Regions from separate parts of the Mus musculus genome. Here regions 1, 3 and 4 are each linked to region 2. Evidence: chromatin contacts called from public HiChIP or PLAC-seq and promoter capture Hi-C data. All regions are on one chromosome and are shown on one strand. The core of a region is the stretch at or near the end of the contact, and the rest is flanking DNA. Distances in the headings are between cores, read along the strand shown. Region 1 holds the start of Tsc22d4 (TSC22 domain family, member 4). Region 2 holds the start of Trip6 (thyroid hormone receptor interactor 6). Region 3 holds the start of Sap25 (sin3 associated polypeptide). Region 4 holds the start of Fis1 (fission, mitochondrial 1).

Region 1 (3,011 bases), core at 438-2,937, 430 kb before region 2:
CTTAGCCTTGCCAGGTCCTGCCAGCTGGCCCAGCCCCCCTGTGAAGGAGCGGGCCTGTGGTCCAGGAGAAGTAGGGGGCGGGCGGAGCCAAGAGGTGGGGCCCTGAGACAGGCCTGGCTGCGGGATAGGGGTGCTTATGCCCAAACTAGCCAGCTCCAACCTAGAATCCAATGATCTGCCTCCGGTGCCTCCAGAGGCCCCTCGAATGCCCTCCAGAAGCCGACCGAAGCTTGGAGGCTCCAGATCTCTCTCGTAAACATCCACACACGTCCACCGACCTCGACGATAAGGCTCTCCCAAACCTTGGGGCAGCTTCACCACCCGGAAACGGGAGGCAGGGGCTCCAGGTGGCGGAGAGCCATTCCGGGGGGTGCCCCTGCCCCCTGGATCAGGGTTGGGGTCCCCATTGGGGAGGCGGGGCGGGGGCCCAGCGAGAGCCGGTGGGACAGGGGAATCCGAAGCCCCTGGGCTTCCTGGGCCCTCATAGTCCGTGGTGACGCTGGTGATCTGAAAACTACTTTTCTTCTTACCACCACTCATGGTCCCTGGGGCTCCGGACTGGGCTCGGGTGGGGGAGGGGCTGGGCTCCTGGAGAGGGGCTCAGGCACCTCTGGAACAAGGGGGCCACATGGCAGGGACATCGGGGCCCCTGGGGACGTCTGGGTCCGACATGGCAGGAGGGCCTTGTGGGAACTTGGGGGTGCCTGGTTAGTGACTGGAGTACAGAGGGGAGGTGGCAGGAGGGGGGGGCAGGGGCAGGTTTTTCCTGCTGCTGTCGCCGCTGAAACCCCAAAGCTGAGCTTGCAAACTGGAAAAAGAAAGAGACAGAAAGTGAGCGAGAGTGTGTGTACGTGAGCAAAAGAAAAAGCAGGGGCCAAACCACCTCCGGGGCTTCCTCTCGGGGGAGCCGACTGGAGGGAGGAAGAAGAAAGCCACTAGAGACCCAGAGACAAGTAGAAATGACAGACCGGAGCAGAGGGGACAGAATTCAGAACACCCACAACAGGAAGAAGCAGCTGGGACCCAAAGTTGGACATTTCATGCTTGAGATCCAAACTCGTCCCCAACACGTATCTCCATGGCCAGGGGCACAGGGGTGAATCGGCTCCTCCCCTGAAAGGGCCACCCTGAGGCCTCTGCCGGGCCTCAAGCCCACCCCACCCCCATTCCAGTTCCCCCATCGCTGGTTAGGCACTGCCCGCCAAGCCAAGCGCCCCGCCCAGCCCGGGAGAACTACCTACCTCTCGGGCCTCGGCCACCGAGCTGAGCTGGAGAGAAGACCTGGGGGACTAAGATCTCTCTCTCTCTCTCTCTCTCTTTTTTTTTTAAATCCTAAGGCGGCCTAGAGCAGGCCACGGCAGGCAGCAATCAAGGGCTACCCAGTGTTCTCTGGCGTCCGCATCTCACTCTGCGAGGCATCTCGGTGGAAAGTTTGCAGTTGAGACGAGAAGAAACCAGCGCTTCCACGGGGGAGCCCAGGCGCAGCCTCGGTTAACACTCCACGGGTCTTCCCTGTTGCTGTGGGAGGGGGCGGCTCAGCCCCCCGCTGGCTCCAGTCCCTTGAGTGGCTCTCTCTCAAGGCTCCTCCCACGTGGCCCCACTGGATGTATCTCTCAGCTCCTCAGCTCCGCTCCGTCTCGGTCTGGGTCTCTGGCTCTCTTTCTGGGCTGTTGACAACCCCCACACCAGGAAGTCCTGCCTTCTCGGGCCTGCTCACTGCTCCTCTCCTCCTCCTTCCCCTCTTCCTCCTCCCTCCTCCCTCCTCCCTCCTAAGGCTCCCTGCCAGCTGGCCCGGAGCCAGGCCTGCCACAGCCGCAGCCGCAGCCGCAGCCTACAGTTGCTGCTGTAGCTGCTGCTGTTGCTGCTGCAGCTTCTGCCGCTGCGGGTCCCAAACTGGTTGCTTTAACCCTACACCTGCCAGGTTCCAGGCAACTCTTCCTCGGAGGGAGGGGCATGAGGGCGGAGAAAAAGAGGAGGAGCCTGCGGGAGGCCAGGGATTCCCTTACTTGTAGGCTTTTGCAGGTTCTCCAAAAGAGTCTCAAGGAACGTGCCAGACATGTTCTGGGTACCTGACTGTCCATAAATACATAGTCAATGTGACCCACTGGCTGTGATTTGTCACAGCGTCTCTGGTTTTCACCGTAAATTCACGAGAAACTCCTTTCCCCACTCTGTTTTCAAAAGCGAGCGGCTATGAAAATTTTCAAACATGCCCTAAAGTAGAGGAACTAGGAGAATGAACGCCCATACACGCCATCATGGACTTGTAACAAGTATCAGCTGTACCCAAACGTGTTTTATTCCTCCAATATCTTTTCTCGGATTTTGCTGCAATATTTGAATTTTTTTTTTTTTTTTTTTTTTTTTTTTTTTTTTTTACTGTGAATGTATGTATGTGTAGATCTGGAGGTCAACTTGAAGGAGTCAGTTTTCTCTTCCACTATGTGGGTCCAAGGATGGAATAGTGCCAACCATCCGGTTTGGTGGTAAGGCCCTTTACCCACTGAGCCATCCTGTCTATCCTGCTCCTGCTCCAGTATATGAAATCAAATCTCTGATACGGTGTTTCCCTCTCTTAAAAAGGGAAAATTGGAGAAAGCAAACTATCCAAGAAGGCTGTTGGTGGTAGGGTAGACATGTGTGTGGCGTGTGTGTGCACATGAATGAGTAGTTGCACACACTTGTGTGTGTTTGTTAGCCACAGGACCACACTGGGTGTCCTACTCAGGGTCTCTCATTGAATGCATAGCTTGGTAGGCATCCAGCAAGCCCCAATAATTCTACATCTATTCTCCACAACACTGAGGTTATAGGCACACATGGTTATGCCTGGCTTCTCATGTGGCTACTGAAGATTTGAACTCAGGTCCTCATGCTTGAGTAGCAAGAACTTTTACCTGCTGAGCCACTCCTCAGCCCAGAACAGGCATTGCTACCTTCTCATCTTTGTCCCTCATATAAACACTTAGGTAGATGGGAAGATGAAGTTGCTCACTTCTGCTTCCCCAAGT
Region 2 (2,700 bases), core at 79-2,578:
CGGCTAAGCCGGGGGTCCAGTAGCAGCGCTCAGCTACATCATGTGGACGTGTGGCCCTTAAACCTGCTGAGGCCCCGGGGTGGACCTGGCTACGTGGACGTCTGTGGCCTTTTTCTGTTGCAGATGGCTACCATCTTAAGCATGGTGCCTGCCTGGCACAGTGCCCGGCTCCGGATCTTCCTGTGCTTGGGGCCCAGGGAGGCTCCTGGGGCAGCAGAGGGAAGGCTTCGGGCCCTGTTGAGTCAACTCAGGATCCGGGCAGAGGTGCAAGAGGTGGTGTGGGGTGAAGGGGCAGAGACTGGCGAGCCTGAGGAGGAGGAAGGGGACTTTGTGAATGGTGGTCGAGGAGACGAAGAGGCTGAGGCTCTAGCTTGCAGTGCCAATGCCCTGGTGCGAGCACAGCAGGGGCGAGGCACCGTAGGAGGCCCTGGGGGACCCGAAGGAAGGGATGGGGAGGAGGGACCCACCACAGCCCTTACCTTCCTGTACCTGCCTCGACCGCCTGCTGATCCTGCTCGCTACCCCAGATACCTGGCACTGCTGGAGACCCTGAGCCGTGATCTGGGTCCCACCCTTCTTATTCACGGGGTCACTCCGGTAACCTGCACTGATCTCTGATGCCTGTTCATACAGGGTTGGATAGAGCGGGCCCAGGCTCATTCTGAGCAATGGACGCCCCTCCCCCCGCCCCAAGTGGGCCCTGCCCTTTGGATGATGTGTTAAGGGGACCATGGTCTCCTTTGGGCGGGGGAACGGACATAGTACACTAATTCTAGGTGGCTGCCCCATTGTAGGGGAGGACATTGCGGCCCTGTCCCTGGTCTTCCTCCGCTTCCTTCACTGGTGCCTTGACCAGAGGGGCTGGCCTCTTCTGTGACTCTAGGCTACCTCAGTGTCCCCATCCTGGCCACAGACGCACCGCCTCCCTCTCCCCGACTTCCTTGGGTGGTGATGTTTGTGTTTTGTTTTATTTTTCTAACTACTGACCATAAATAAAAGACCGAAACACTATGGGCTGGTGGAGCACTGCTGGTGGGTAGGTGAGAGGCAGCCGGGTGGGAAGGGAGAGAACCGTGAGGGGGTGGAGACAGATGCGTTCAGAGCCTGGGCCGAGAGGCTGCCACGTGCAAGACTGGGGCAGGGATCCGAGAGAATTGCTGGGCCAGAGCCTCTCAGAGCGGCCTGCAGCCCACCCTGCAGCTTGGCTCCGGAGGAGGGCGGTCTTCTCTTAACAGGAGGGGGCCAGAGAGGGGAAGGATTGTAGAATAAGGCTTGGGGCCACGTGACCCTCCCCTGGAATGTGGTGACGTCAGGGGGCGTGGTCGTCTCCAAAATTGGGGAGGAAGGGAGGAAAAAAAGCCAGAAAAAGTTTCTTTGCGGGAGTCCCAAACGGGGCGTGGGACAGTAAGGGAGGGAAAGGGCCCAAGGCTCCGAGCTCCAGGCTCTGAGCTTGTGGGGACCCTGACCTCTGTCTGGAGTGGAGTAACCCTATTCCAGACCATGTCCGGGCCCACCTGGCTTCCCCCGAAGCAGCCAGAACCCTCCAGACTCCCTCAGGGGAGATCGCTGCCCAGAGGCGCCCTGGGCCCGCCAACGGCCCACGGAGCAAGTAAGTGTTCCTCTCTCACACACGCCGGAGTAGCAGAAGAGCCGCTGGCCACCTTCCTTCACCTTTTCTCCCTTGCCTGCCTGCTTCCTGCTGTCCCTTTCCCAAACCAGAGGCCCCAGCTCTTGTGCAACTTTCCCTGACTCTTGGTTGATTCCCAGACTCCCGGGAATGTGAAGAAGGAGAGCCACCCTTAGAAGGGCAGCTCTACCGAGGTACCCTTCTCCAGTCCCACCTCCTGTCTCTCCCTTTAGCACTCCAGCCTCACCCCAGGGTCAACTTTTGCCCCCTCCCGCCTGAACACTGTTATCAGCCTCCGGGGGTACCGGAAGATCGGGGGCCTACTTGGGTGGGATCCCATGGAACACCCCAGCGCCTGCAGGTGAGAAGTGGAGATGAGGGTAGGGTCTCTCAGGGTCAAGGTGAAAGAAGTCTAGGTCGGGGGTGTCATCAGCATTTGTTCTTCCTCCTTTCCCTCTGTCTCAGGGGCTCCCTCCAGACAGGGGGATCATCCGCCCTGGCAGTCTGGATGCTGAGATAGATTCGCTCACCAGCATGTTGGCTGATCTGGACGGGGGTCGCAGTCATGCACCTAGGCGGCCAGACAGACAGGTGACTTCCTGTGTTCTGTCTCTGCTTCCCCATCCTCAGCCAGTTCCCTGCCCTAGCTTCTCAGCCTCAGTCCACCCTCTTCACTGCCCACCTACCCTCTTTGCAACTAATAAACACCTGGTTCAAGGAATCACGCACTTCCTCCTTGGCAGGCCTAGGCCATGGGAACTTGTCAGAAGTCATTGCTACCCTGGGGTTCCCACCTGGCACGCATGGATCTTGGGTCTGGCTTTACTGTTTCTGCATTGCTTGTCTTCCCAGGCTTTTGAGGCTCCCCCACCCCATGCTTACCGCGGAGGCTCCCTGAAGCCCAGTGGAGGTGCTGTTCCAACCCCGATGCTCCCAGCATCCCACTATGGTGGACCTACCCCAGCCTCCTATGCTACCGCGAGCACGCCAGCTGGCCCTGCTTTCCCTGTACAAGTGAAGGTGGCTCAACCTGTGAGAGGCTGTGGACTGCCCAGGCGAGGGGCCTCTCAGGC
Region 3 (2,700 bases), core at 95-2,594, 330 kb before region 2:
TGGACTGTGGTTATTGGGGTACTATGTGGTTCATGTGTCAGTCCCAGAACAGCTCTGGTCACCACTGGGACCTGGGTCTTCAGAGACAGAGACAGGGTCTGGGCAGCTGGTGGAAGGCAGAGAGCTTGCCACGCAGTTGGGTGTCTGCTCTCCCTGGCTCATCTGCAGCAGACCAGCAAGGGCGATCATCTCTGCCTCGCTGAGCCAGGTGGAGGAGCAGGCCTGGGATGAGGACGGATGCACAGAGGGCGACATGATGGGCGGTGGGAGCAGCAGCTTCCTGGAGTCCATTGCCTGAGAAGACAAAAAAAGGGAAGCTTGTCCTCCCGGCTTTGAATGGAGAAAGGGAGAAGAGAATGGAGGGAGGCTCACTCTTACCTGCTGAGGGGGCTTGGTCAGGATTAGGGGAACACGCTGCCCACATGGTAGCAGAGGATCCAAGAGAAAGACATCTTCATAGTTTCTCACCGGGACCCCTGAAGGAGAGAGCCTGCTAGCTTGGTGGCCTTGGCCTTCCTCCCCAGCCCTCAGTGCAGCTTCCCTGGCAACTTCACAACTGAGCTGTGGGGCCAAGATCAGTACCTGTATCCTTAGACACCACCTGCTCTTCCTCTGGGCGTTCTGAGGTGGTTGGGCTCCTGCCCCAGTTATCATACATCGGCCAGGAAGGATGGCACAGTGTCCTGTTAGACAAAGATACCCCTGGCCCACAGCTGGGCTCCTGTGGAGAACAGGAAGTCAGAGTTCCACCTCTCTTGGCACCCCTGCTACCTGGAGACACAGTCACAAACCCCCCAGCTCACCACCAGCCGAGGTCCTGCATTAGCCTGGTGGCTGGGATCCCGAAGTGGCAGTGGAGACATCCTTGAGGGGGTGACCTGGGAGGTCACCCGGGGAGAAAGACGTACTGTGAACGAGAGAGACGAGATTAGAACAGGCTCGGACTCTCTGGGGCCTTGTGGGTAAAAACAGCACGACCTGGTGCCGACCTGGTGCCTACCTGGGGCTTCTGCAGTCGGCTCAGTAGCCAGGTGCCTGGAAGGCGGCAGCTGCTTTCTTCCTGGCTCAGATGGGCTGAGGGCCTGGGGCTGTGAGCTGTGTGAAGGGAAGGGCAGGCTTCCCCACTCACCTCCCTTCCTAATGCTGACCTGAGTTAGTCGCAGGACCAACAATATACCCATTTCCCAGTCCCGATCTCGTAGATTTTCAGTTTTGGAAAGCGCCCACAACGCCTCCTAGTGGCCCCCACCAAGCCCTCACCTGTCCTGCACAGGCGTTTCTTGCTCCTTCATGGTTTCCTCTCCAGAGCTCAAGGCCTCTCCGTGACCAGTGCCGGTGGGGAGGCCTAGCCCCTCGGTCGCCTCCTCCTGGCCTGTGGCCCATGGCCCAAGCCAAGGCAACATCCTGCGACTGGTGAAGCACCAGGCAATACCCACCGCCGTGCTTGCACTTGCGCGCGGCCCTGACTACATGAGCGCCCAAGTCCTAGCCCACCTCAGAGGTGTCGCCACGACGCCTGCGCCAGCGTTTCTTCAGCCACGTGGCACGCTCCCACCAGGTTCTCAAGGGCTCCCCCTGGCGGCAGAGGCACGGGGCACTTGTGCCGGTAAAGCTCCTCTGCCAGGCACAGAAATATAGCAGTCTACACTGGGACTCACAGTAGAGGACTCAGGTCCCCAAAAAGCTCGCGCATTCATGGACAGGCAGGCACACACCTGAGGACCAACCTACAGGCCTTTGGGCTTCTTTTTATTGTGTTTGACACAACGCTCTTCACCCAGATGGGGGCTGTACCCGAAGCAGCCTAAGGGCAGGGGGATATCCAAGGCCAGTGCTACACACAAGACCATGGTCACCAAGTCCTTGTTAATTGGCTGGGCCCAGGTGTCATCTGCTCCCAGGACAGGTCCGATGGTAGTTGGGGCCCAGAGCCCCCAACCTCTACCCCTAAGGCTGTTCCAGAAGTGCGTGAAGGACAGCAGCGATGTGAGGGAGGCCCCTTCCAGGGGCCCCTTCCTCTTCCAGGATGTGGTGGGGCTGGCACAGGGACTCCTGGGGGGAGGGGCCCAGGTTAGGTTTCCCCCTCGAATTCCCCCAGCAAGGTTAAGAGGGTGGGAACTCCTGGTAGACACTGCCCCATACCTGGGGACAAATGACACATAGAAGCTGCCAGCAGGTAACAGACGGGTGGTTAACACAGGGGACTGGGACAGGAGAGGCCTGTCATTTCCAAAGGGAAAGGCTTGCACAGGCAGGTAGCCCAGGCAGGACAAGACCTGGCTGCAGCAGGAGCTCACACACGCACACACAGAGGTGACAATCTATACAGTTTATACACAGAGCCAGGGGCCCATACTGGGCTCACATCCCCTGCTAATAGTTCTCTCTACAAAACAGAGATAATTTAGCTCCCCCATAGCAGCTGGTAGGGGGAGGGAGGACAGAAGAGAAAAGCCACAGTCCTGTCATCCGACGGGGGACAGAGGGCTGGCCGGGAGAACACGAAGGCACCATCAGCACTAAGGGTAAGGGTATTGTGGGTATGAGAGTGGGGCTTCTGAGGTCAGCGTTGGTGAGGGGACACTAGTGTCTTTGGTAGGGCTGAAGGCACCACCGGTTGAACAGGAGGTCTTATAAATAGAAGGTGGGGAAGGAAGGGGCAACGTGGGTCCTAGGAGCCCAGGAGCCGAGTGTAGACGA
Region 4 (2,700 bases), core at 79-2,578, 350 kb after region 2:
ACCCAGGTCTTCATGCCTGGACAGGATGCACTGAGTCTCCCCAGCCTGAGAGCATTTTTTCCTACAGCATTTTCCATCTGAATGACTGTTCAGATGCTGGGGACGTAGAGAATCAATCTAGCCCTTTCTCCAAGTGAAGTTACTGGTGGTTACTGAATGACAAATGTGCTGTAAGGTGAGGGTTCTGTGTTGGAAAGGGTCCTGGAGGGGTGAGGTCAAGCACAGTAGAGGTCAGGCTGGCTGGCGGCTGGAAAGTGGGGCCCAGCGCCTTACCCTCCAGCAGCACGATGCCTCTGCGGATGTCCTCATTGTATTTGCTTCGAACCAGGCACCAGGCATATTCAAATTGCGTGCTCTTGGACACAGAACCAGCTGCCTGCTCAGACTGAAATTTCCTTTCAAAATTCTGTCATTAGAGAGAAGAGTGACCATTTAGCAACAAAGAGCAGCAATCATTCTCCAGCTAACTTGATGTCTGAATCCCAGTTAGATCATATTTTCCTCCCTGCCGCCTTTCCCTTGTAGATCTTGGTACCCCGAAGCTTCTGTCATCTCCACCCCTGGGTCCCATGCTGTGTCCTCCCCTTCGGAAGGTCCGTGAACCCAGCCCCTAGTGGTACCAAGAGGAGATGCCACCTGGTGGCAGCTGGAGGCACTGCTCCCAAACCAGCTGACCCCAAGTGTCTGAAGAGTAAACATACTGTCCCAGAGCTAAACGACCTCCTACATGGCCTTTCCCTTGAGGCCGCTGGTCCCGTCCCACCCTACTCTTTTGGGCCTGGATCTGCCTTACTTTAATTCTAGGAGAGGAAAGAAAACACAGCTACAAGGATGCGGTGAAAATAGCACCGTGAGGAACTAAACACTAGCGAAAATTTACACCAGTGACTATACTACTCCATCCCTGCACACGAGTACCCCAAATTCCCAGCTCTGCATCACACTAAGACCCCAGGCCTAGGTCTGAGTTGCTGAAACCCGGGAAGCTACAATTCCCGTCAGGCCTAGGGACACGAAGCCGATTCCCACAAGAAGCAGGATGCCGCAGAGGCTGCTGGGAGCCGTAGTTCAGCTTGCCAAGAAAGACGAAACCGGCACTGGTTAGCCTCAGTCAGCTCTCCTCAGGAACTGCCCTTTCCAATTCTGCCCTTCTCCTTCCTCCGTCCCAGACCTTACCTTCAGATCCTCCACAGACACCAGCTCGTTCAGCACGGCCTCCATGGCCGCCGCCCCTGAAAGCCTCACACTAAGGTCTCTACTGGGCCACAGTCTCCATGGTCCAGTAGCAGGGGCGGAGAGGCACTTCCGGCATCGACCTGTGGAGGCCCCGCCCCTTCCTCCTTTGCCTTGGGGCGGGCGGGGGCACTAGTGCCTACGCTGGGATACTTTGCTCTCTTTGGACTCCCCTGATGTCCTAGATCCTCCCTGCATCACATTATCCTAGGAACCAGTGTAAGAACCCCTCACTCTAGGACCCTGGATTATCTTCAATGTTTGCAATAAAATCCTAATGAGTACCAGGGGCCGGAGGGTCTCAGTGTAGTCTCTCACAAAGAGATGCTCAGTCTCTCATAAAGCAAGAGGAATTGGTAGCTATACCCTCTCCATGCTCCACGCACTCCCCCACCTCCCCCCTCCGAAAACTTGGGTCACATGACCATAGTGGACAGCCATTCTTAATAGGATTCTGAAGAAAACCCAGGAAACACAGTCCAGGGTTAAAGGCCCATGGATGGCTCTCATGTTCTGTTGCCAGACCCCACATAGCTCACAACTGCCTGGGTTCCAGCTATAAGGGGAAAACTTGGGTCACATGATCCGCCTGCCTCTGCCTCCTGATTGCTGGGATTAAAGGCACACACCACCACCCAGCTCAGCCTGCTCTCTTATAGAACCCAGGACCATTAGCCCAGGGATGGTACCACCCACAATGGACTGGGTCCTCCCCCAGTTATGTAAATGCCTTGGAGCCAGATCTCATGGAGGCATTTTTCTCAATTGAGGGGCCCTCCTTTGAGAGAGCTCTAGTTTGGGTGTCAAGCTGACAGAGGACTAGCCAGCACACTCGCTGTCCCTTGCCCTATGATTCTGAAACCTCCAGTAATCACAGGCACTCTGCATGTGCCTGCCGTCTTTGCTATTCAGAACATCTATCTTCTAGCCCTGCCGTTGCTTATTGGTTGATTCATTCATTTTTGATTGAGCATTTCCTAAGTGTCGGTCACTATTTAAGTACAGGGATTGGCACTGAGAAAAAGAAAACTCCTATCCTTATGCATCTAATGTGGGGAGGGGGAATGGTCATGCAGGCTTTCATCCTAGCGCTTGGGAGGTGGAGGCAGGAAGAGGAGGAAGTTTAAGATCATCCTTGGCTTAGCAAGTTGGAGTCCAGCCTGGGGTAGGAACTCTTCTTGGGAGCCAGACAATCCAAGGCTTTCTCAGAGGCCTGGGTGAAAGGGCAAAAGGAATGTCAGCTCTGTGTCACTGTCCACAGGCAGACTTGGCAAGGTCTGAGGCTGGGGCCTGGGCCTCACAGGAGTGAGGGTTGCAGTTTGTCGGGATCCTACTCTCTTCCTGGCCTATGGCTATTCGTCCTTAGATAGACGTGTATGTCTGAGGTATCCTGTGTTCTCGTTGCCAACGTTGTCTAATTTAGCTACTTTGGGCCATTCTCCCCCTACAAATAGCACATAAGATGCT

The links. Promoter capture Hi-C pulls out the DNA fragments that hold promoters and counts their contacts. HiChIP or PLAC-seq counts read pairs in DNA pulled down with a chosen protein or histone mark.
Region 1: a contact with region 2 is called in a promoter capture Hi-C map of hematopoietic stem and progenitor cells. The contact joins the promoter of Tsc22d4 here to the promoter of Trip6 in region 2. A contact is called at or near these places in 10 of 39 promoter capture datasets (the 3T3-L1 cell line, the C10 cell line, cranial neural crest and 6 more), 1 of 484 Hi-C or Micro-C datasets (embryonic stem cells), 12 of 115 datasets of contacts at active chromatin or transcription factors (the 230-238 cell line, the SCID.adh cell line, embryonic forebrain and 7 more) and 1 of 9 other capture datasets (liver).
Region 3: a contact with region 2 is called in a promoter capture Hi-C map of neural stem cells. The contact joins the promoter of Sap25 here to the promoter of Trip6 in region 2. A contact is called at or near these places in 11 of 39 promoter capture datasets (the 3T3-L1 cell line, the C10 cell line, cranial neural crest and 6 more), 1 of 15 datasets of contacts at CTCF or cohesin (large pre-B cells), 7 of 484 Hi-C or Micro-C datasets (B cells, the G1E-ER4 cell line, brown adipocytes and 3 more), 12 of 115 datasets of contacts at active chromatin or transcription factors (the 230-238 cell line, the NIH/3T3 cell line, the SCID.adh cell line and 6 more) and 4 of 9 other capture datasets (adipose tissue, embryonic stem cells, liver and 1 more).
Region 4: an H3K27ac HiChIP or PLAC-seq map of embryonic stem cells shows a contact between it and region 2, with 14 read pairs. The contact joins the promoter of Fis1 here to the promoter of Trip6 in region 2. A contact is called at or near these places in 9 of 39 promoter capture datasets (3T3-L1-derived adipocytes, cranial neural crest, embryonic stem cells and 6 more), 1 of 484 Hi-C or Micro-C datasets (CD4 T cells), 12 of 115 datasets of contacts at active chromatin or transcription factors (bone marrow-derived macrophages, embryonic brain, embryonic forebrain and 6 more) and 3 of 9 other capture datasets (adipose tissue, liver and pancreatic islet).

Annotation. Positions count from the first base shown.
Region 1 is chr5:137,744,645-137,747,655 of GRCm38.p6, reverse strand. Tsc22d4 (TSC22 domain family, member 4) reads right to left here and starts at 1,687. Exons shown (of 5, transcript NM_023910.6): 1 at 1,242-1,687; 2 at 1-808. The coding sequence starts at 540.
Region 2 is chr5:137,312,869-137,315,568 of GRCm38.p6, reverse strand. Trip6 (thyroid hormone receptor interactor 6) reads left to right here and starts at 1,328. Exons shown (of 9, transcript NM_011639.3): 1 at 1,328-1,609; 2 at 1,861-1,988; 3 at 2,093-2,218; 4 at 2,480-2,700. The coding sequence starts at 1,501. It overlaps Slc12a9 (solute carrier family 12 (potassium/chloride transporters), member 9), which reads left to right. Exons shown (of 14, transcript NM_031406.3): 14 at 1-1,011. The coding sequence ends at 618.
Region 3 is chr5:137,640,117-137,642,816 of GRCm38.p6, reverse strand. It overlaps Sap25 (sin3 associated polypeptide), which reads right to left and starts at 1,344. Exons shown (of 5, transcript NM_001081962.2): 1 at 1,001-1,344; 2 at 804-907; 3 at 583-721; 4 at 379-476; 5 at 1-294. The coding sequence starts at 1,181. The coding sequence ends at 31. Lrch4 (leucine-rich repeats and calponin homology (CH) domain containing 4) reads right to left here. Exons shown (of 18, transcript NM_146164.2): 18 at 1,718-2,700. The coding sequence ends at 2,672. Gm20605 (predicted gene 20605) reads right to left here. Exons shown (of 22, transcript NR_033148.1): 18 at 1,001-2,700; 19 at 804-907; 20 at 583-721; 21 at 379-476; 22 at 1-294.
Region 4 is chr5:136,960,705-136,963,404 of GRCm38.p6, reverse strand. Fis1 (fission, mitochondrial 1) reads right to left here and starts at 1,328. Exons shown (of 5, transcript NM_025562.3): 1 at 1,177-1,328; 2 at 274-406. The coding sequence starts at 1,221.